2 separate regions of the Mus musculus genome follow, and region 1 is linked to region 2. Evidence: chromatin contacts called from public HiChIP or PLAC-seq data. All regions are on one chromosome and are shown on one strand. Each heading gives the region's core, a stretch centred on a gene start, on an enhancer-like site or on the middle of the called end of the contact. The rest is flanking DNA. Distances are from core to core; before and after follow the strand shown.

Region 1 (4,899 bases), core at 2,021-4,520, 34 kb before region 2:
TTCATGGCGTCGAGAACGTATGGCAGAGATGCAGTGGTAGATCAAGAAGCAGAGAGATCAAGGCTAAAATCCGGGAGGTTATTGTGAGGAGTAACCTTCCAGTGCCTTCTCACCGTAGCCTCTTCCCATCAGCTATTCCCACTACCTAAAGGTCGCCCAGCCTTCCAGAACAGCCATACCAGTTGGGAATATTCAAAACTTGAGCCTTTGAGGGACATTTCAGATTCAAAGGACAACACTTCCACTAACTGCCTCTCTCCATCTCTCTTGGTCTTTTTTTCTATTAGTATAACAGAATAGCTTAGAGGTTCATTTCTTACCATTCGAGAGCCCATGGAGTTCAAGCCTGAGGTGTCATGTCACATTTGGTGAGGGTTGTCTTGCCTGTGGGGACTCTCTGGAGAGTCCTGCTGAAGGACAGGTTATCATGTGGTGAGGGGAACCAGAGATGGAGCCAGACTGCAGTTTATAAGAGATTCACTCTCAGGATAACCTGCTAACCAACCAACCCATTGATACATAAATGCATCCATCTGTGAAGGCAGAGCCACTAAAAGTCTCACTTGGTGCCACCTCTGCATACTTTACAGTACAAATTAAAAATCCCAGTGTGAATTTTGGGAGGGACATTGAAGCAAAGCACTACCTTTTTTTCTTCTTTTCTCATTGGGGGACATAAGCAGTCCCAAGCTCCCCTTCTAAGAACCACTGAACTTTCTGCAGTCACAACTATAGCTTTGCAGCAGTTTGGTGGTGACATAAGGAAAATCCAGGGTCATTCTTTGATCAGTTTTTGATGCAGAAAGAGCAGGTCTGGTGTGATTCAATGGTTTTATTTATATTTGGAATGGGCAATAATTGGATTGGCTTTTCCTAAGTTGAGTTTATTCACCTCACAGGGCTAGGAGAAAATGGTATGGAAGGGCCCGAGTTAAAATTCTAACTCTAGAAAACATCAATACTGAGTTTATGAAACAACACCATTCATGAAAAGCTTTCAGTATTCCAGTGCTCTGACCAAGCAGTGGTACTTAGAAGGTGGAAGACTCAACCCTGCATCCCAAAAGGCTGCAGTCTCAGGGGCGTGAAACAATGTACAGTGTGGTGTGATCAGTAGTGAGATGGTCTGACCAGGCTTGGCTGGTAGAGGTCTTGCCTACTGTGTAAAACGCTCTGAGACTTTACTCCCAGAACTACATAAAGAACATCCGATGTGTGCCTATAACACTCAAGAGGCAGAAACAGGAGAATCATAAGTTCAAGGCCCTCCGCAGCTACACAGCAAGTTGAAGGTCAGCCCCAGCTACATGAGACTCTGCCTCAAGTATGGAAAGAGTAATAACGATCCTCACTAAGCACAGAAACTCCTGGACCCTGTGGTGGTTCTGGCTTCTGCAGCAGAGCAGAGATACCAAGTGGCCCATTCTGTAGGAAGACCTTGGATCTAGATGAGGTCATGCCCTGCTGGCAGGGCACCAAATTCATTCCAGAGAATTCAGAAAATGATTATTGAAGGAAACAACCTTCAAACCTATCTTTGCAAGGAAGAGACAAAGTCTTGTACTCAACTACACTGCACATGCAAATAGCCTCGAATCACTCACCTCTGCGAACCCCTGGTCCTTTATCAGCAAAGTGTATTATAACTGGGCAGTGTTTGCCTACCCCTGGTTATAGGCTCCATTCTCAGTAGCCCCCTACACACACACACACACACACACACACACACACACACACAACCCAATAGTTGTTATAAGGATTAAACAATGTCTAGGAGGCAGAGAAGGTCCATTACCATTATGGAAGAAGTACCATTATGGTCCTGTACAGGACCTCTTTGTGACTGATAGCAGTGCTATGTGGCTTCCCTAACTCAGTTCATCCTCCCCATATCCCATACAGGCCTCATTTTCCCTGATCTGTGCAGTTGGTGGCATTGAAGAGTGACACCAAAGTCTCTTCTGATAACTGACATTTTATTTTTTGTTTCGTATGTATGTGTGCCTCATGTTTGTGAGCATGGGGGTGGGAGAGGATGAGCACACCAGAAAGCAGCAAAGGTCACTGGGTGTCCTCCTCTGTCACCTTCTACCTTATTCCACTGAGACAGAGTCTCTCCTTAAACCAGGAGTTACACTGGTGGGCTCCAAGCCCCAGAGACCCTCCTGTCTCTGCACTCACACCAACAACGGAAAGGTGTAATAGCAACACCACACATAGACTCTGGGGATACACATAGACTGTGTGCATGGCTGGCCCAGCAAGGACCCTGACCCTCTGAACTATCTCCATAGACCCTGACAGCTTATTTCTACGTCATCTTTAAATGGAGTCACCAGTAACCAGCACAGAGCCCTTGCCCCAAACTACATCATTATTCACTCTCAACCTCTGCCTTGGCAGAAAGTTAAGATGCATCACACATGTCAGACCACCACGACGGGCTTCCTGTTTTCATAGCCCCTGCTGTAGATCGCATACAGGTCAATGGTCCGGGGACTCAACCAAAAAAAACAGAGACTGCCCAGGGCTACTGGTCAAATAGCAAAGCCATCTTTTCCTCCCTGGAGCCCAGGGACATCCCAGGCACAGGCTGGCTTGTTTGGTTTTGAGGTGTGCTGGGATCAAAGGCATCCTGGAAGCGGAAGGCCAGTCATTCATTAATTAATTACGACTGTAATTGAGGGTTTGTTCTGAAGAGTGATTCCTTTGAAATTACTTTCCATCAAACGGCAGCAGACACAAAGGAATCAGATATTCAGAGCCCTCTCTGTTTCCTTCCGCACGGGAGCAGATTTCCTCCAGGACTTGAGATTCTGGTTTGTTCTGGTTCTAACCTTGTAAGTCTTTCTTATCCTGGTGTAAGAGGGTTTATCTGGAGCACTGTGTGTGTGAGAGAGATTAATGGTTGGTTTTTTTTAAAAGAAAAGCTATACCACACCAGTCTTACTGTGGACTTTAATCTGACCTTTTTTGGGCGAATGTACATTGGAAATTTTCCACTGCGAGATTAGAAAGACATCTGAGATCTGCTACCCACCTGGTGGCCTGGGCCACGCCTCCGGGTTACCACTGGGAGGGAGGTGGTAACTGGCATATTCACGTGGTTCTAAACAACAACAGCAGAGTGTGTTGGCCCAGGGGCACCTCCGGATTGACCAAGAGGAAACACACATTGCACAATGATAGGATCTTGTCGGTACAGTTGTCAGAGAAGGAAACTCCCACAGCAAAGGGCATAAAACCATCTCAAGCAGTCTGAGGCAGTTCAGTCCTGTGAGCGTCAGAGAGCTGAGATAGCCCTGCTCCATACACAGATGGGACCATGAACTCCAGCCACAGCTTTAACCAGACCTACTCGGCCTCTGTCCACAGCCTCGGAAGCACCCGGGGGCGGCAGGGGAGCTGCCATCGGGCACCGAGTGTCCATGGAGGCGCAGGGGGTGTCCGCATCTCCCTTTCCTTCACCACGCCAGGCTGCCTGCCTCCTGGAGGATCATGGGGGTCTGGAAGAAGCAGTCCCCTGCTAGGTGGCAATGGCAAGGCCACCATGCAGAATCTCAACGATCGCCTGGCCACATATCTGGAGAAGGTGCGGGCTCTAGAGGAGGCTAACTCGAAGCTGGAAACCCGTATACTAAGGTGGCATCAGGAGAGAGAACCCAGCCACAGAAAGGATTATTCCCAGTATGAGGAAAACATCAGCCGCCTGCAGGAGCAGGTAAGACACTGAGAGAGACCCTGTAGCTATGGTACTGCCATACCCAGAGAGGATAGAGGGAGGGGGAACCAGACTGTGTGCATGGCAGTTCCCAGGGCAAACAGCAAAAAGAACTCAGCTCAAGTACTGCTCACCCAAATCTTACTGCTATAGCTTAAGTATGGATGGATTCGGGGAAATCTGTTTATAAAAATAATTTCCTCTCTGCAAATGATGTAGAAACCAGACAGCAAACATTTCAGATTTACTATACACTATCTTTTAAACAGCAAAACTGCCTGGTTTTCTACACACTTTAAAACATGGGGGGGTGGGGCGGGGGGTGAACCAAATATGTGAGCCTTAGGAGTGTCAGACAGCCTGTCACCGTGCAAGTATCACGTAAGATCCAACGACATCACAGAAATGATAAGGCTGCTATGCAGGGTGCACCCTCGGTACACAAGGCCCAGGAGAGAATTTGCTTCCAAATCAGATCAGTTCTGCTCCACCTCAGAGGCCTGACGACAGTGTGACTCTCTATCAACAAAAGGCTGAGTTACGCTACTGTGTAGGTCATGCGGAAAAAGCTGTCTCTCCAGCAGCAGATAGATCGTGGACATCCCTGGATATTTTTCTAGGAACTGCTAAAAGATAAAGTGGGTCACACTTCTGATAAAGGCATATTGCTGGGGGTGGGGGGGTGAGAATAGTAAAATTGGGCATTTAAAAACTGGAGAGATGGGCTTCCCAAAGAATACCATGCTTCCCAGTCAAACACCTAAGATGCTCAGCTTCTACTTTCTGGGATGCCTGGATACAAGCAGAGGGGTGACAGTCATCTCACAGTTGTGTTCTTAAAGCTATAACCCTTCCCTTTGTATGAAGGAGCATGATTTAACCCCCGCACCCCCGGAAAGGCCATTGCAGGCTTCCAATATTAATACCATATTATTTCACAATGCTCAGCCATCTTTGCTTGAATGTAGGAAGGACCAATCAAGATAACATAAATCTGTCCTTGTAATGACCCCTAATTATTGAATAATCGGCCTAATAACCAAGTGCGTAATTGCCTTAACTACAGAGTGCGCGGTCGTCTCTGTGAAGAAAACAAGGTGACTCAACATCCTCACGCTGTTTTTTCGTTTCATGAAGTTGCTTTGGTTTTAGAATGGAGGGGAAAGATGATGTCTACA
Region 2 (5,505 bases), core at 2,020-4,519:
TCTCCCCAGCCCCAGAGAAAAGACTTGGGGGCGATTTTTTCCCTCTTTAAGACAAATTAATGAAACTCCCCCACCTCTGCATGTCTGTCTGTCTCTGTGTCTCTGTGTGTCCCTCTCTCTCTCTCTGTTTCTCTCTGTCTCTCTGTGTCTCTCTCCTCCTTAGCTGTGTATTCATTGTCACGCCCAGCCTTCAGAGTTCCCTCCTACAGGCTCCTTTATTGAAATGTAGACCACTGACCCATTCTGCAGCTAGCCTGTAATTATGAGATGGATCCACCCTTGGGAAGTTCCTTTGGAGACTGTTGCTGTTCCATTTGTCAGGGTGTAAGACGGGAGGGACCTCCCCCAATGCACTTGGACTTTATACCCTTACTCAGTCAACTCGCATGTGGGCAAAGGTCCACCCTCCAGCCTCCTGGAACAGGAGCTGAGGAACGTGAAGCCGGGTAAACCCCATGAATAAGAGGCCCCTGCTCATTCACAGGGGAAGCATCTCATTATGTTGCTATCCATCACACTCTCACCCCAGGTCAGTGCCATAGAATGACTCCGGGAACCCAAGTTCGGACCTTCGGTAAAAGAAAGGCTCCACAAGGTGTTCTTGTAAGGATGGTGAAATCTCCAGTATTAAATAGCAATCTTGTGACATCGGGCAGACATGGCCTGTGGCTTTATCTTCCACTCTACCCACTGTGCCCACTCCTCCTTCCTTTAGCCCAGCTCCACCTGCATCCGCCTAGCTGTGGAAAGCCGCCCTCAGGCCTGACTGAGTCCCAAGGAGAGACAGACTTTCACTCTTGTGCCTAGATGACACAGGACTGTTGGTTTTTCTTTCTTTTTCTTTCTCTTTTCTTTTTTTAGAAGGATAGACTGATTTGAGGCTGGGGCTTGTTGAGGCAATGTCTCACTATGCATCTCAGGACAGCCTTTAGTTATAAATCTTCCTGCCTCCACCTCCCAAATTCTACGAAGTAATTCTAGGTACCATAAACTTGTACCACCCACCACTCCTGGCTGTGCTGAGTTGTTGTTGTTTTGTTTTGTTTTGTTTTGTTTTGTTTTGTTTTGTTTTGTTTTGTTTTGTTTTGTTTTGTTTAGACAGGGTTTCTCTGTATAGCCCTGACTGTCCTAGAACTTACTCTGTAAACCAGGCTGGCCTCGAACTCAGAAATCCACCTGCCTCTGCCTCCCAAGGGCTGAGATTAAAGGCATGTGCCACCACTGCCCAGCATTAAACTATTTTTCTTATAGATTCTTTTTTCTTATTATTTTCATTGTACATGTTTCTTGTGTTCAGAATATGTGTCCATAATGTATAATGACCAAGTCAGCATTTTACATTTATGTCTCCGTGACTTTTTTTTTCAGTTTCTGTGAACTGTTCAACAAAAACCCCAATGCCAATGGTAGAATGCCTCTTTATAAGTTGTTAGTCAAGGAGATCTCAGAGACCACCCAAACAGTATAGGCTTTTACAAGTCTTCTTGAATGCCTATCAGAGCTAGATGGTAAGGCCACACTCATAGGATGCATGAAACACAGAAATCACTTAGAAATGAGCTGGAAGCTTCCTCCACACCTACTAGTTTCATAGTCCCCAAGGATGCTATGGAGGCTACTGGGGGAACAAGCAATGTTCTTACCCAACTGAGGCCCACCAGTCAGCCGAACAACCTGTCAAGTAGATACGCAGACATGCGCAATAGTTATATTGCTGTTAAGGAGATGGTCAGTTATTCTTTGATTGGAATTTAGATCTACTCCATAGGCAAGAATTCCTGCCTGGTTCTGTAAATCTGGCCAAAAAAAAAAAAAAAGACAGGAGAGATCATAGGTTCTAGGAGGGAACTAAACACTGTTGTTTAGCTAAATTGACAATATTGAGCTGTCATCTAAATATCTATGCATATGCCAGTAGACAAATGCTACTCTCAGCCTTGGCCAGGAAAGTGTTTCTTTCCAGTGAACAATGGAAAAGGCAGAAACTCATGGATGCACAAGATGCTGAGAATACGTAGCAGACGTGTGCTCAGCCCTAAGTGAGACATTTCTACCACCTGCTCTAAGGCTCTGGGAACCTTGCAGGAGGAAGAAAGAACCTGAGAGCCAGAGGGTGGGGAGAAGAAATGCAAACTGTTATGTTCTGGGTAAAACACAGCCACTGCAGTCGTGGGCTCATAGCAGCTGTGGATGCTTGCACTAGGCAGCTGGACATGGATGGTAGAGGGAGTCCGGAGGCAGGGGAGTTCCCCTCACTTCTGAGCTGTTTGCTACTGATACTTTGGAGATTAGAGAAATCAATGCCTTTGGTTGTGTACCTATCAGTGTGCCCCATTGGCCCCCAGTGGATACTTCCCATCCTGTGAGTACAAAGATGACCCTGGTTTAACTAAATGGTTCACAAAATAAAACCCAAAACCATGAAGCTTGGAAAAAGACTGGTAGGGATGGGAAGTATTGTTGATAGGGATGGAGGCGGGGGGTAAAAAAAAAAAAAGGAGAGGGAGAGAGTAATCCCAATACATTATGGAAATACCAAGCAAGAAAATTAATCAATAAAAAAGCAAAATAAATTCTGATTAACACATAAATAAGAGTATTGTGTTTTTTATGAAGAACTAGCATTGTTTAAGACAAAGTCTCTCTACTTAGCCCAAGCGGACCTCAAACTTATCATCCCACTGCTTCAACCTCCCAAGTATTAAGATTAATAGGTGTGAGCCATCATTTACAGTGTTGCTAAGAAATTCTAATGATCGGGAGCAGGACGGAAGGGAGAGGTGCAGAGCGGGTGCAAGAAGGAAAAGCAGCTAGGCGCTCAGAGTCTCCCTCGTCCCCCCCAGCCTAAGTTCCCGCCTTGACTTGGGAGGTCTTGGGGCTCGAATCCTAAGTCATCTATAGTGCACACCCGCCCGTCAGCTTTCATTTTCATGGAAATCTGTGTGTGTGTTGCCACTGACACTGACCGTCCTCCTATCGGTGACTGAAATCGTTTTAAATGACATTTTTGAAAAAGTGGTTCATTAATCGGTGCTTATCGAGTGTGGACTCTATGGCTGCTGAATTCCTGCATGGACAAACTTTGATACCTTCTAAAGTCACACAGCTCTTGTAGGACACACCTGTCTGTAGGTCCTGCCCCCTGTCTACCTTCCTTTTCTGCCATTCCACCTTCCTCTTCCGAGCACCAGCACTAGGCCAGGGTGCTCCACCCACACACTCATACCCCAGACTTTGCACCAGGAAGCTCTCTGACCCCAGACATCACGACTCTTCCAGGCTTTCATTCAGATGTCTTTTTTACCGTCGGAGCCGGGCCTGGCCTCATTGCTCATAAGAGTGCCTCACCAACCCTTTCTTGTGTGGCCTCTGACTCACCCTCTGCCCCTCCAGCCCCTCCCCCCCCCACACACACACCCAAACTGGACTCCACGGGACAGACACCTGTATTTTTTCACTACTGTATTCCCAGTATCTACAACAGAGCAGAACACACACTCATATTTATTTATGATTATTTGTGAATGAATGAGCGGATGAATATCAATGCCCTATAAGGCTGGTCCTAAATAAAATAAAATAAAATAAAATAAAATAAAATAAAATAAAATAAAATAAAATAAAATAAAATGAGCATTCCTTGTCTCTTATGCCTAAATCCTCTTCTCCAAAGACTCTTGGCTATTCTGACATTAACCCACACATTTCTTCTTCTTCTTCTTCTTCTTCTTCTTCTTCTTCTTCTTCTTCTTCTTCTTCTTCTTCTTCTTCTTCTCCTTCTTCTTCTTCTTCTTCTTTTTCTTCTTCTTTTTTAATATTTTTGACAGTCTTTATTTGTGTATTAGCTTTTGTCTCCCCTCACCCTGACATATGACATTGTTTCTGGTAACTTTCACAGTGTCCATGAAAGACACAGAGAGCATAAAAAGCCATTATTCACCCATTTGAGTTTGCATGTGAGAGACGTAAAAATAACCAGTAATTTTCCTGAATTGGGGTTGCAAAATGATAACACCTCTCTCACCTTAGAACAAGTTTTTTGGTTTTGGTTTTGGTTTTATTTTATTTGTAATTCATTTTTTACACTCCATATTCCATTCCCCAACCCTCCCCTCCCACCCTCCAACTGCTCCACATCCCACACCTCCTCCCCACCACACCCATCTCCACATGGATGCCCCCACCCTCCACCCCATCTGACCTCTAAACTCCCTGAGGCCTCCAGTCTCTTGAGGGTTAGGTGCATCATCTCTGAATGAACACAGACCTGCAAGTCCTCTACTGTATGTGTGTTGGGAGACTTCATATCAGCTGGTATATGCTGTCTATTTGGTGGTCCAGTGTTTGAAAGTTCTCAGGGGTCCAGATTAATTAAGACTGCTGGTCCTCCTATAGGATCGCCCTACTCCTCAAATTCTTTCAGCCTTCCCTAATTCAACAACAGGGGTTAACTGCTTCTATCCATTAGTTGGGTGCAAATATCTGCATCTGACTCTTTCAGCTGCTTGTTGGGTCTTTTGGGGGGTGGAGTCATGATCGATCCCTTTTTGTGAGCACTACATATCCTCAACAACAGTGTCATGCCTTGGGACCTCCCCTTGACCTGGATCCCACTTTGGGCCTGTCACTGGACCTTCTTTTTCTCAGGCTCCTTTCCATTTCCACCCCTGTAATTCTTTCAGACAGGAACAATTATGGGTCAGAGGTGTAACTGTGGGATGGCAACCCCATCCCTCACTTGATGTCCTGTCTTCCTGCTGGATGTTGGCTCTATAAATTCCCTCTCCCTACTGTTGAACATTTCATCAAAGGTCCCTCCCTGTGAGTCCTGGGAGCCCCTCACCTCCCAGGTCTCTGGTGCACTGGGGGGGGGGTGTCCCCTAACCTCCCATTTCCTGAGGTTGCCTGTTTACCTTCTTTCTGCAGGCTCTCGGGGCTTCAGTCCTTTTCCCTCACCCAATACCAGATCAGGTTTCCCCCTCCCCATCTCCTTTCCCTCCCAAGTCCCTCCCTCCTTCCCCACTTATGATTGCTTTCTTCTCTCTCCAAGTGGGACTGAAGGATCCTCACTTGGGCACCTCAGCTTATAGAGCCTTTTGAATTCTGTGGACTATAACTTGTGTGTTCTGTATGGGGTTTTTGTTTTGTTTTTGTTTTTGTTTTGGCTAATATCCACTTATTAGTAAGTACATACCATGCATGCCCTTTTGCGTCTGAGTTACCTCACTCAGGATGATATTTTCTAGTTCCATCCATTTGCCTGCAAAAGTCAAGATGTCCTCATTCTTAATAGAGGAGTAGTACTCCATTGTGTAAATGAATCACATTTTCTGTATCCATTCTTCTGTCGTGGGACATCTAGGTTTTTTCCAGCTTCTGGATATCACAAATAAAGCCACTATGAACATAGTGGAACACGTTCCCCTGTAGCATGGTGGGCCATCTTTTGGGTATATTCCCAAGAGTGGCATAGCTGTGTCTTCAGGTAGATCTATTTCCAATTTT

What was found. HiChIP or PLAC-seq counts read pairs in DNA pulled down with a chosen protein or histone mark.
Region 1: a contact with region 2 is called in an HNF4G HiChIP or PLAC-seq map of pancreatic cancer cells. The contact joins the promoter of Krt23 here to the enhancer-like site in region 2. A contact is called at or near these places in 4 of 39 promoter capture datasets (the 3T3-L1 cell line, epiblast stem cells, liver and 1 more), 2 of 484 Hi-C or Micro-C datasets (both in liver), 3 of 115 datasets of contacts at active chromatin or transcription factors (embryonic stem cells, extraembryonic endoderm stem cells and pancreatic cancer cells) and 1 of 9 other capture datasets (liver).

What each region holds. Positions count from the first base shown.
Region 1 is chr11:99,491,491-99,496,389 of GRCm38.p6, reverse strand. Krt23 (keratin 23) reads left to right here and starts at 3,270. Exons shown (of 8, transcript NM_033373.2): 1 at 3,270-3,721. The coding sequence starts at 3,326.
Region 2 is chr11:99,456,820-99,462,324 of GRCm38.p6, reverse strand. No RefSeq gene overlaps it. Among named protein-coding and RNA genes, the nearest start is that of Krt20, 21 kb to the right of the region's middle. Within about 2 kb of position 3,269, at least 16 of the 459 cell types and tissues checked have an H3K27ac peak or open chromatin away from gene starts, as enhancers often do. A contact at or near this core is called in pancreatic cancer cells, where this site is marked.